Linked DNA regions of Mus musculus: region 2 is linked to region 1. The links are chromatin contacts, called in public HiChIP or PLAC-seq maps. All regions are on one chromosome and are shown on one strand. Each heading gives the region's core, a stretch centred on a gene start, on an enhancer-like site or on the middle of the called end of the contact. The rest is flanking DNA. Distances are from core to core; before and after follow the strand shown. Region 1 overlaps Cdc42se2 (CDC42 small effector 2). Region 2 has its middle 16 kb from the start of Cdc42se2.

Evidence for each region. HiChIP or PLAC-seq counts read pairs in DNA pulled down with a chosen protein or histone mark.
Region 2: a contact with region 1 is called in an H3K4me3 HiChIP or PLAC-seq map of bone marrow-derived macrophages, with 4 times the contacts expected there. The contact joins two enhancer-like sites. A contact is called at or near these places in 4 of 39 promoter capture datasets (the C10 cell line, hippocampal neurons and pre-B cells), 13 of 484 Hi-C or Micro-C datasets (B cells, CD4 T cells, CD8 T cells and 8 more), 7 of 115 datasets of contacts at active chromatin or transcription factors (CD8 T cells, the HPC-7 cell line, bone marrow-derived macrophages and 4 more) and 1 of 9 other capture datasets (bone marrow-derived macrophages).

Annotation. Positions count from the first base shown.
Region 1 is chr11:54,725,470-54,730,756 of GRCm38.p6, reverse strand. All of the region lies in intron 3 of Cdc42se2 (CDC42 small effector 2), which reads left to right. Among named protein-coding and RNA genes, the nearest start is that of Cdc42se2, 60 kb to the left of the region's middle. Within about 2 kb of position 3,201, at least 168 of the 459 cell types and tissues checked have an H3K27ac peak or open chromatin away from gene starts, as enhancers often do. A contact at or near this core is called in B cells, CD8 T cells, the HPC-7 cell line and 6 more, where this site is marked.
Region 2 is chr11:54,801,054-54,806,055 of GRCm38.p6, reverse strand. No RefSeq gene overlaps it. Among named protein-coding and RNA genes, the nearest start is that of Cdc42se2, 16 kb to the right of the region's middle. Within about 2 kb of position 3,630, at least 146 of the 459 cell types and tissues checked have an H3K27ac peak or open chromatin away from gene starts, as enhancers often do. A contact at or near this core is called in B cells, CD8 T cells, the HPC-7 cell line and 6 more, where this site is marked.

The DNA.
Region 1 (5,287 bases), core at 1,952-4,451:
CTCTCTCATCTAATCTGTCTGAACATCTGTCTGTCTATCTATCTGTCTGTCTATCTATCTATATATCTATCTATCTATCATCTACCTACAGAGTCTTGTGTATCCCTGGCTGGCCTCAGACTTCCTATGACTTCTTCTGATCCCACTTTCACCTTCCCAAGAGTGTTAGGGTTACAGCTGTGTACCACCAACCCTGGTTTGTTTTTTTGTTTTGTTTTTATTTTTTAATTAGGTATTTTCTTCATTTACATTTCAAATGCTATACCAAAAGTCCCCCAGCCCCCCCCCCCCCTCACACACACACTTCTTGGCCCTGGCGTTCCCCTGTACTGAGGCATATAAAGTTTGCAAGACCAAGGGGCCTCTCTTCCCAATGATGGCCGACTAGGCCATCTTCTGATACATATGCAGCTAGAGACACGAGCTCTGGGGGTACTGGTTAGTTCATATTGTTGTACCACCTATAGGGTTGCAGACCCCTTTAGCTCCTTGGGTACTTTCTCTAGCTCCTCCATTGGGGGCCCTGTGATCCATCCAATAGCTGACTGTGAGCATCCACTTCTGTGTTTGACAGGCCCCCAACCCTGGTTTTATGTGGTGCTTGGGGATCCAACCCTGGGCTCTGTGCATGCTAGGCAAGCTCTCAGTCAGCTGACTGACATTTCTAACTGAAAAGCTCTGGGGTGGGGTTGGGGCTTGTGTTTGTGTCCTAATTCCTTCCTTTTTCTCTACTTTCTCCTCTGACTCAGGCTCTTACTGAATCAAAATTAGCATCTTATGTTGAATTTTATTCTTGTGCTGTCTGATTTTAATGTGCATGATACTGGGTTCATTTGACTGTTAGGTTATGAATCAGGGTGATACACAAATTAAAAGTTTCTTGAAATAAAATTCCCCAATTTCATTCCTCATTTTTTGGCCCATGGGCATTTGCAGCATGAGGTCAGCGTCTTTGTCACTGATGTGTTGCTGTGAAGAGACAGTGTGACCTAGGAAACTTTTATAAAGAACAGCGTTTAGCTGGGGTTGGCTTACCCTCTCAGACTTAATCCATTCTCATCATGGCAGGGAGCATGACAGTGGAGCAGTAGCTGAGGGTCACATCCTGATCTGTAGGCAAAGGAAAAATCAGAGAGAGATGAGGGGTGAGGGGACAGGAGAACTGGGTTTAGCATGGGCTTTCGAAATCTCAGAATCTCAGTGGCTCCCCCATGGCACACTTCCTCCAACAAGACCTAACAAGATCACACTTCCTAATCCTTCTCAAGTACTGCCACACCCTGATGACGAAGTGTTCACACGTGAGTCTCTTGGTGCCATTCTTATCCAAACCACCACACTTAGGCATTCTGGCATTTTGAAAGGCACATGTCTGCAGGAGGAATGCATCCTAGGAAGCTCTGCTATGCATCTTTCATTGGTAGATTTAGGTTAAGTACTAATATAACTCAATATTTTCTGTTTATTGTTTTTAATAACTTTTGTAGAAACAACACACCTTATAGCCTCATAGCACCCTGTATATCAAGTATTTGAAGGACTAAAATCTTTAAGAATAATGAAAAATAAAAGTAGTATTTATTGTGTTTTCCTCCCATGTCTCAGAGACTTTTTAGTCCCAGATAGATGTGTTTCATGCTGTAGACTCGAGTGCCCAGCTCAGAAACAGGGTTACCTTTGAGGAAGGGTGGAGCTTAGACTGTCCTGGAACCTTCCTGCTTCAGCTCCCAGGCAAACAGTGCTATTACAGCTGTGCGCTCCTTCACCGTACTGTCCATTGCCACAAACAAAACCCTGGGAAGAAAGTCAGAAACGCCTTTTGATGAATTAAGAAGAAAAACAACTGCTGTTTCAAATAACTTAAAAAGCTCTAGCTTTATTTTCCTGTACCTACCCAGTGCCTCACACTGGATTACCCAGTCCTGTCTGCAGGCCGTATGAAAAGTTCCCATTAACTGGCAGCTTTTATGAGTTCTAAAACATTGCCTAAAAGACCCTATTGTTGTAAGTCATCTGACCTCATCTGGGAGATTGTTGTTTATTTAGAAAATACAGTGTGCAGTTTCAGGTCCTGTTGTGTGGTAGCCTGAAAGTCAATGCCTTTCTTGGTCATGAATTCTTAAAGGGCCAAAGTGAAGTTGCTTCTCTGACACCAATAGCATGGGCTTATTTTTTTCCCCCTTGGGTTTTATGAACCTGCAAGAATGGAGGCTCAGGCCTTTGCTTGAGGTTATTGTGGTCGGGTTCTGTCTCTCACATGACTGATATACAAGTACCTCAGAAACTTGCATTTCGCTCCTTTTAAACCAGTAACAGTCTGATGTAAAAGTTTAGAATGAAATGCACATTTTCTGTAACTAAGGACACTTTAGAGATTAATTACCCAGAATTAACAACACATTGATTTGGCTAAGAGTACTTACTGGCCATTCTTCCACAGGACTTGATTTCAGTTCTACCCAAGCTAGGTGGTTCACAATGACCTGAGACCTCAGTTGCAAGGGCTCTCATCCTCTGTCCTCTGCGTACCGTGTGCACACATTTGTGCATACATGCATTCACAGCGTGTAATGCTAACACAAAGTAAGAACATTCTCCTGCTTCTAGTAGGTAAGATAGGAGTTGGAAGGGGCCCAGGGTCAAAGCCAGCCTGGTTTGTATAGTTACTAACTGGTTTGCATAGTTAACTAAATAAAATATTTATGACAAGACTCCATAGCTCTCTTCTTCACAGGAGAAAGGACAGATTGGATGTTTTCAGTATTTAGGAGAGGAGAGTCCGTCATGTTCACTGTTAGTCAGAAAGCATCCAATTAAAGTGATCAGGGACATCCTGACAGCTGGGAAGATTTTCTCTGCTCTACAGCTCTTGAGATGTGAGGGAGGGTGGAGCCCACGGCACCCAGGACTAAGTATAAATGTCTAACTACAAAGGCAGGTGTACTGAGGAGGCTGAGGCAGGAGGATTGCAAATTCCATGCCAGCCATGGGTACTTGGCATGATTCCACTACCCCCAGTCAGCCACCAACCACTAAGCACACCATATTTTTCAAGCATAAGGTGGATTTTTTGTTTTGAACAGCACACTTTTTCAAGTACATGGTATTAAAATTTCAAGACAAACACAGATGCAGTTGTCAGCAGCCAGGGGAATTCCACAGTTGGGCCTCGGCAAAGCAAAACAGGAAGCTTGAGAGGGCGCTCACAGCCCTGCTGTGTGGACTTGGGTAGAGTCACTGTGTTTCCTGGAACACTTCACTCTTACAGGACTCTTCATTAGCTGCCGGCCATGCAAATACTCCTAGTCATGCTTCAGATGCTTTTCATTCTGTATAAGGTCAGGGATTAGAGGCACAAATGTGAACAGTTGTGCTAGAGGAGAGGTGGTTTGGCAAACGTTTCTTTCTATGGAATTTCTGCATCACTACATCATAGTTGGAGTGTCAGTATCTAGTGATTGGGAGTTGACACAGAAGGTCTTGCCACCTTGTGAGCCTTGCCCACATGTGCTCTGCATGCTATCAAAGTGTGTTTATGTCCCTTAGGGAAACTCAGCTGACTGAGAAGAGATGATAGCAAGGAATTCAGATTGATTTTGGTTCGCTATAGTTTAACCTGTCTCAGAGTTCTGTGATTAACAAGGAGTGACTCCTGGTATAGGTAGCAACAGTTACCACCCTCAGAATAACTGCACAAGTGAAGGAAAGCACATGCTGGAGGATCCATTTAAATGAGCTTCAGGAAAATGCTGACAGACATGTGGGCAGTAGATCAGTGCCTACGTGGAGAAGGGATGGGGAAGGGACTTTTAGGAGGATGGGTGTGCTCACTGTGTTGACTGGTGTGGGCTCAAGTGCTTGATCCCCACCCCCTTCCTTTCTGTTTTCATCTCTTCCTTCCTCCACCATCTCATCTTAAGACCTTATCTTAACAAGGACATGTGTCTTTGTGAAAACAGTGAGCTGGAGGCTTCCCACCTTTGCCTTTATGTGTGAGCGTGTCCCTGGGAATGTGTTTGCACACTCTCCCTCAGTAGCTTACTGTGGCAGCTGTTCTCCGAGCCTCACCCAGAAATTCAAGTAAGTCACTTAGTGTAGGGGTGTGGGCCATGTGTGATTTCTTCCTAGCACCACAGGGGGCATGGTGGCTCTTCAGTCTTCAGGGCCAGGATTATAGAAACCAGGATGCCTGGAAGGTGTGACTCCAGTATGCCAGGTCTGCCTAGAGAGGCCCTCCAGCAGGCTGAGTGTACAGCAGAGGCAGTTGCTCTTGCAAGTCAGGTTCCTGTGAGACGTTGGGAGATGGCCCCTGTCCTGCAGATCCTTTGCCCCAGGTGTACAGCTGCTGTCCTTTTCTCCTTGTGATGAAGTCTCTGTCTCTACCCTCCAGAAGGTCTACTAAGCTGTCTCACTTGGGATACTGGAAATTGATCATGCTTTGGAGTACATACGGGTGGGTGAACTAGGATGACTGGCTTCCGAGGGTCACTCTAATGGTTTTTAGCAAAAAGAAGAGGAGACTACTGCCACATCCGTTTTGGCTTTGCTTCTTAAGGCTCTTCTGCAGAATTATGACTTACTGCTCCACACAGGAACAGTGGGGGGGGGGGGGGGGAAGTAAGAGGAGTGTAGTGGGGGCAACATACCCTGAATCTGGGTGAGCAAAGCTAGAAGGGTCTGAACCTTCTCTTGGCTTTCTGAGACCTTCTTGATTAAAAATGAGTGGGGCTCTAGGACACCCTTACTAAAGGCCTGGAGATTAACTTTAGAGAAATAAAGCACAAATGACCTGGGTAAGATAGCTCATACGTTTATTCCCAGCATTTGGAAGGCTGAGGCAGGAGGATCTCTTGAGTTTGAGGCTAATACATACATACATACATACATACATACATACATACATACATACATAGGGAGTTTCAGTACAGCCAGCCCTATAGAATGAGACCTGTCTCCACAGGTGAAAGTGTTGACTCAACCGTGTTAGAGGCTAGCATTGCAAGTGCTCACAGAGGCTTAGCAGGTCAGTAACATCTAAGAGTGAGTTCTTGTAAAACCATCATAAGGGCCAGGGAGATAGATGGTGTGGTGTGTAAAGGTATGTGCCACGCTGGCCCAGTGACCTGGTATCAGTCCTCAGAACCCATAGACAGGTGGAAGGAGAGAATAGATTCCACGAATCATCCTCTGACCTCCACATGTGTGCTCAGGCGCAGGCCTCCTAATAATAGTGATAATTATTATTACTCTTGTTGCTGCTGCTACTAAAGAAACTCTGATCTAGAAT
Region 2 (5,002 bases), core at 2,381-4,880, 75 kb before region 1:
CCTGAGTTTCATCCTGGGGACTCAAATGGTGAAAGAAAGAAAAAAAAAACTTTGAGTATTTTTTCTTTCTCTTTTTCTTTTTCTTTTTCTCTTTCTTTTCTTCCTTCCTTCCTTCCTTCCTTCCTTCCTTCCTTTCTTCCTTCCTTTCTTTCTTTCTCTCTTTCTTTCCTTTTCTTTTTTTTCTTTTCCCTTTCCTTTCTCTTTCTTTCTTTCTTTCTTTCTTTCTTTCTTTCTTTCTTTCTTTCTTTCTCTTACCTTCAAAAGCATACCATGGTACATGCCTTTCCCTCCAAAAACCAAAACCAAAAACCAAAAAATACAAAACAACAACAACAACAACAAAAACAACAACAACCCAAAAACAAAACAAAAAACAAAAACCCCCAAGCAATGAGCATATACTTAATAAACCCATCTTTTCAAAGGATACGGAAAGGCATGCAGGAGGCTTGAGTATGTGTTGCTAAGTGAAACAAGCAAACCAGGAAATCAAACTATGAGACTCTGGCTCCATGTCAATCTGGTAAGAGGCTAAGCTGAGGACACAGGAAGGCCAGTGCTTTCCAGAGACGGTGGGGAGGGCGAGGGAAAGGGCTGGGTATGTAGAACATAGGGAATTTTTGAGCTGCAAATCTCTTCTGGATGAGACTGGAGTGGGTGGGTGTGTGGTGGGGTGTCAAAACAGTTGCAAAAAACCCAAAATGTTCAACAATTTAAGAGAGTAGCTTAAATTATGTTAGCTGCAGCTAACAATAGCGTGTGCCGGGCAGATTGCCACATGTGTTCTCCCATGAGGCCTGCTGAAACACAGTGAGCTCCAGGACTCTGTGAGCAATGAAGTACATTGTCTCACAACATAGCAACAAATAAAATCAAAACGTGTATATACGTAATCGACTGTAAAAATGTATACTGAATTAATGCAAGCTGTAAAAAAGGAGAAGAACGGGGCTGAAGAGAAGGCTAGGGTGCTTAAGAATATAATCTGCTCCTCCAGAGGACCCAAGTTCTGTTCCCAGCACCCAACGTCCTTCAACTTTTGATCCCTCCTGGCTGCAGATCTTGAGTGCTGGGATTGTAGGCATGCACGACTATTATTTTCTCTTCTGTTGCTGTGACAAGAGACCATGGCCAAGGCAACTTATAAAAGAAAGCATTGGCTTGGTACTATGGTTTCAGAGGGTTACAGTCCATCATGGTGGGGAATTGTGTCAGCGAGCATTAGATAGGGTGGCTGGAGCAGCAGTCAAGAGCTCACATTTCAGTCCTCCAGCAGGAGGGAGAGAGGCACACTGGGAAGGTTGCAGTCTTTTGACACTTCAAAGCCCACCCGCTAGTGACACACCTCTTCTGACAAGGCCACACCTCCTAATTCTTCCCAAAGTGTTCCATCAGCTAGGCACGAACTGTTCAAGGATATGAGCCTACAGGTGCCAATCTCATCCAAACCACTATAGCTACCATGTCTGCTTTTAGAGGCAGCTGGGGTCACACCAAGGACTTTGTATATTCAGCAAGCATTCCACCAACTGATCCCCATCCATAGGTCCCTAAAATGTACTTTAAAAGAATTTATAGACACAGTAGAGCCACATGAAACAAGTCTAAGAAAGTATTAATATGATGTAGCTACTTGTTTGGGCTTTGGAAGATTTTTACATTTTTATTTGTGTGTGTGTGCGTATGTATATGCACAAATTGCGCAGGTGCCCATAGAGGACAGAAGAAGGCATCAGATCCCCTGGAGCTGCAGTTACAAAACACTCTTATTCACTGAGCCAGCCATCTCGCTAGCCCTGTAGCCAAGGCTAGCCTCTGAGTGACCCTTCTGGTCTCACATCCTGAATCCTGGAATTACAGGCATGTGCCACCACGCCCAACTCTCTGGACATTCTTAGCAACTAAATCACTTGTTGTACTCGTCATATATCTCATTTATTGTTTTACAGCTTGTCAGTTAATGAAAAATGAAGGTAGAATTGAAATAATTTCTTGATAAGCAAAAGAATGTTGGGCAGGGCTTACCTAGGATAGGAAGCTCTGTTGAGAGCTTCTGTAGGCGGCTTCCTCCCCCATCCCCCCGAAGTCAGGAAATTCCTGTGGAGAGGAGTTTTCTAGTATAGACAACCAATTTCATGAAAACTTATGTGTTTTCCCCATTTAAAAATTTCCCAGGAATCAGCAAAACTATAAAACTGTTAACATCGGATCAAATGAGTTCATTTTCTTTCTCAAAGTGTCTTCTAAGAGGTTCTAAGATGAAAAAAATCAATCAAACAAACAAAAAAAAACAAAAAACAAAAAACAAACCAGAACTGGTCCATTGTGTCTTTAAAAGATTTATTTTTACTTTTATGTGCACGAGTGTTTGTCTGCTTATATGTGTGTATATCACATGTATATTGTGTCCACAGAAGCCAGAAGAGGACGTTGGATGCCCTGGGACTGGAGTTACAGGTGGTGGTGAGCTGTTGTGTGAGTGCTGGGACACAAATCCAGGTCCTCTGAAAGAGCATCCAGTACTCTCAACCATGAGCTGTATCTCCAGCCAGATTCCCACATTTATATCACTGTATTTGCCTTACCTTTTAGTAGAATGGAATATTTGCAGAAGGGAAACATGAAAAAAAGAAAGGAAAAGGTTGTGTGGGAGACTACATTCACAAGCAACAGAATATGGTATGGAAATTACCTTGTCTTGGCTGCATCTTGTGTGCACCATTACTGTTCACGAGGAGAAAATCCTAACTAATGGCAAACTGTTCAGATTAGCCAAAACAAGCCAGAGAGCAGAGTACAGAGGTGCACATCTGTAATCCAAGCACTCAGGGGGTGGACACGGGAAGATTAGGAAATCAAGGTTATCCTTGGCTATGCAACAAGTTAGAGGCTAGCTTGGGTTACATGAAACCCTGAATCCAAAATTAATAATAAATACATAAATAAAGCAGGAAAGATGAGTCTTCAGGCCTAGGGTAGAAGAGTTTGTACTGAGATCAGGCCTTGGGTTTGATCTCTACTGTGACCGTGAACAGATGAAGACATAAACCAGAAGGAAACTAACCTGCAGAACCGCCGAGGAAACAGAACAGCAGACATAGCCACGACGTCCCTTCCGAGCTCTCAAATTCCACCATTAATGAATGAGTGCCACGTGGAGCTTATCAAGGAAATATGTGAAGCAATACAAACTTAGAGTGCAAAGGTTATGTATGAGACATTAACCCTGACTCCATAAATGTCACTCTCTTTGGTTTATGAGTTGTCAGTGTATTTAAGCACAGGAGTGTGCAGGTGCCTGTATGTGTGAGTTCAAATTGATGGTTGGATGTATGTCTTCCTCTATTGCTCTCTACCTTTTTATTTATTTAGTAATTTATTATTATTATTATTATTATTATTATTATTATTATTATTATTATTATTATTAATTAGGCTGCCAGTGAAACTGAAACTTGCTGTTTTGGCTAGCCTGGCTGTCCAGCATGACCCAGGATCTCTCTCTCTGTCCCTGGCACTGGGGTTAGAGGCACTTCCTACAGCACCTCGCTTTTGCATGTGTGCTGAGGATCCTGACTCGTGCTTATATAGCAGACACTTAACCCACTGAGCTAAACTGCAACCTCCAAGCTACATCATTGACTCACTTGGTCTTTGTGCCTGACTCATTTATTCTCTCCAGCTAACTTCAGGCACCTTAGTATAATCTGATCTCTGTCTCAGAAGCCCCAGCGTTGTTTCCTGTATACACACACACACACACACACACACACACACACTTTACACTTCACACCGTGCACTCAGTCACTAACTCTCATCACATTTTCTCATGGCTCTCTGAGTTGACACATGGCTCTTCCACACTTAAAGACTTCCACCCCCATTTTGGTAATTCCTCTAAATTGCATCCTGTCCTTTAGGAATCCTTTCTGGACTTTCAGAACTGGAGTCCAATGTTCTTCATCAGAACTTTGACTAGAATACTTAGCAAAGCAACTTCCTCCTCACACAGCATTGTGGAGCCGGAAGCTGCGGTTGCAACATCTTGATTCAGCAGCTTCCTGACTGATTGGGAGGAAGGAGGCTGCAGAGCCAAGGGCAGAGGGTGACTAGTCATCCCTGGGAAGGCTGGCTTGAAGTCACAGTCAAGACCAAGAGCTGTCTTCTCAATGAGCTGTTAGAAGCAGTTAAGAGGCAAGACATTTGTGGTCCAAGGGGTGAGCCTGAGAAGACCTCAGAGGCAGAGTGGGCAGGAGTAGGGTGAGGAGGTCATAGATGCTGTGTTGATCCTTTTATTGATCTTCAGATTTCTCCACTCCTCATACAATAGACAACAAACATTATTGAATTGAATTGGACCCTGCTAGAACAGCCTTTAAAATTCTTCTTCTTCTTCTTCTTCTTCTTCTTCTTCTTCTTCTTCTTCTTCTTCTTCTTCTTCTTCTTCTTCTTCTTCTTCTTCTTCTTCTTCTTCTCCTCCTCCTCCTCCTCCTCCTCCTCCTCTTCCTCCTCCTCCTCCTCCTCCTCCTCTTCCTCCTCCTTTTCTTCCTCCTCCTCTTCCTCCTCCTTCTTCTTTGTGTGAGTGTGTGTGTGCATGCGCACACAGGTATTTGTGAAGGCCAGAAGAGAATGTTGGATTCCCTGGGGCTGGAATTCCCTCCTCACCTATAGTGTGTGTGAGTGTGCAGGTATTTGTGAAGGCCAGAAGAGAATATCAGATTCCCTGGAGCTGGAGTTACAGGTGGTTGTGAGGTGCTAATGTGGGTGTTGTGAACTGAACTTGGGTCCTCTGGAAGAACAGTGTGCACCTTTAACTACTGGGCCATCTCTCCAGACATATCCTCCCTTCCTCTCTTCTTCCTTCCTTCGTTTCTTTCTTACTTTTGTATGCATGAATGTGTGTGTTGGTGTGTACTCATGCCATAGTGCATGCACGGATGTCAGACAACCACTGTGGAAGATGAACTTGTCTTTCTACCTTGCAGGTCCTGGGTGTAGCTGA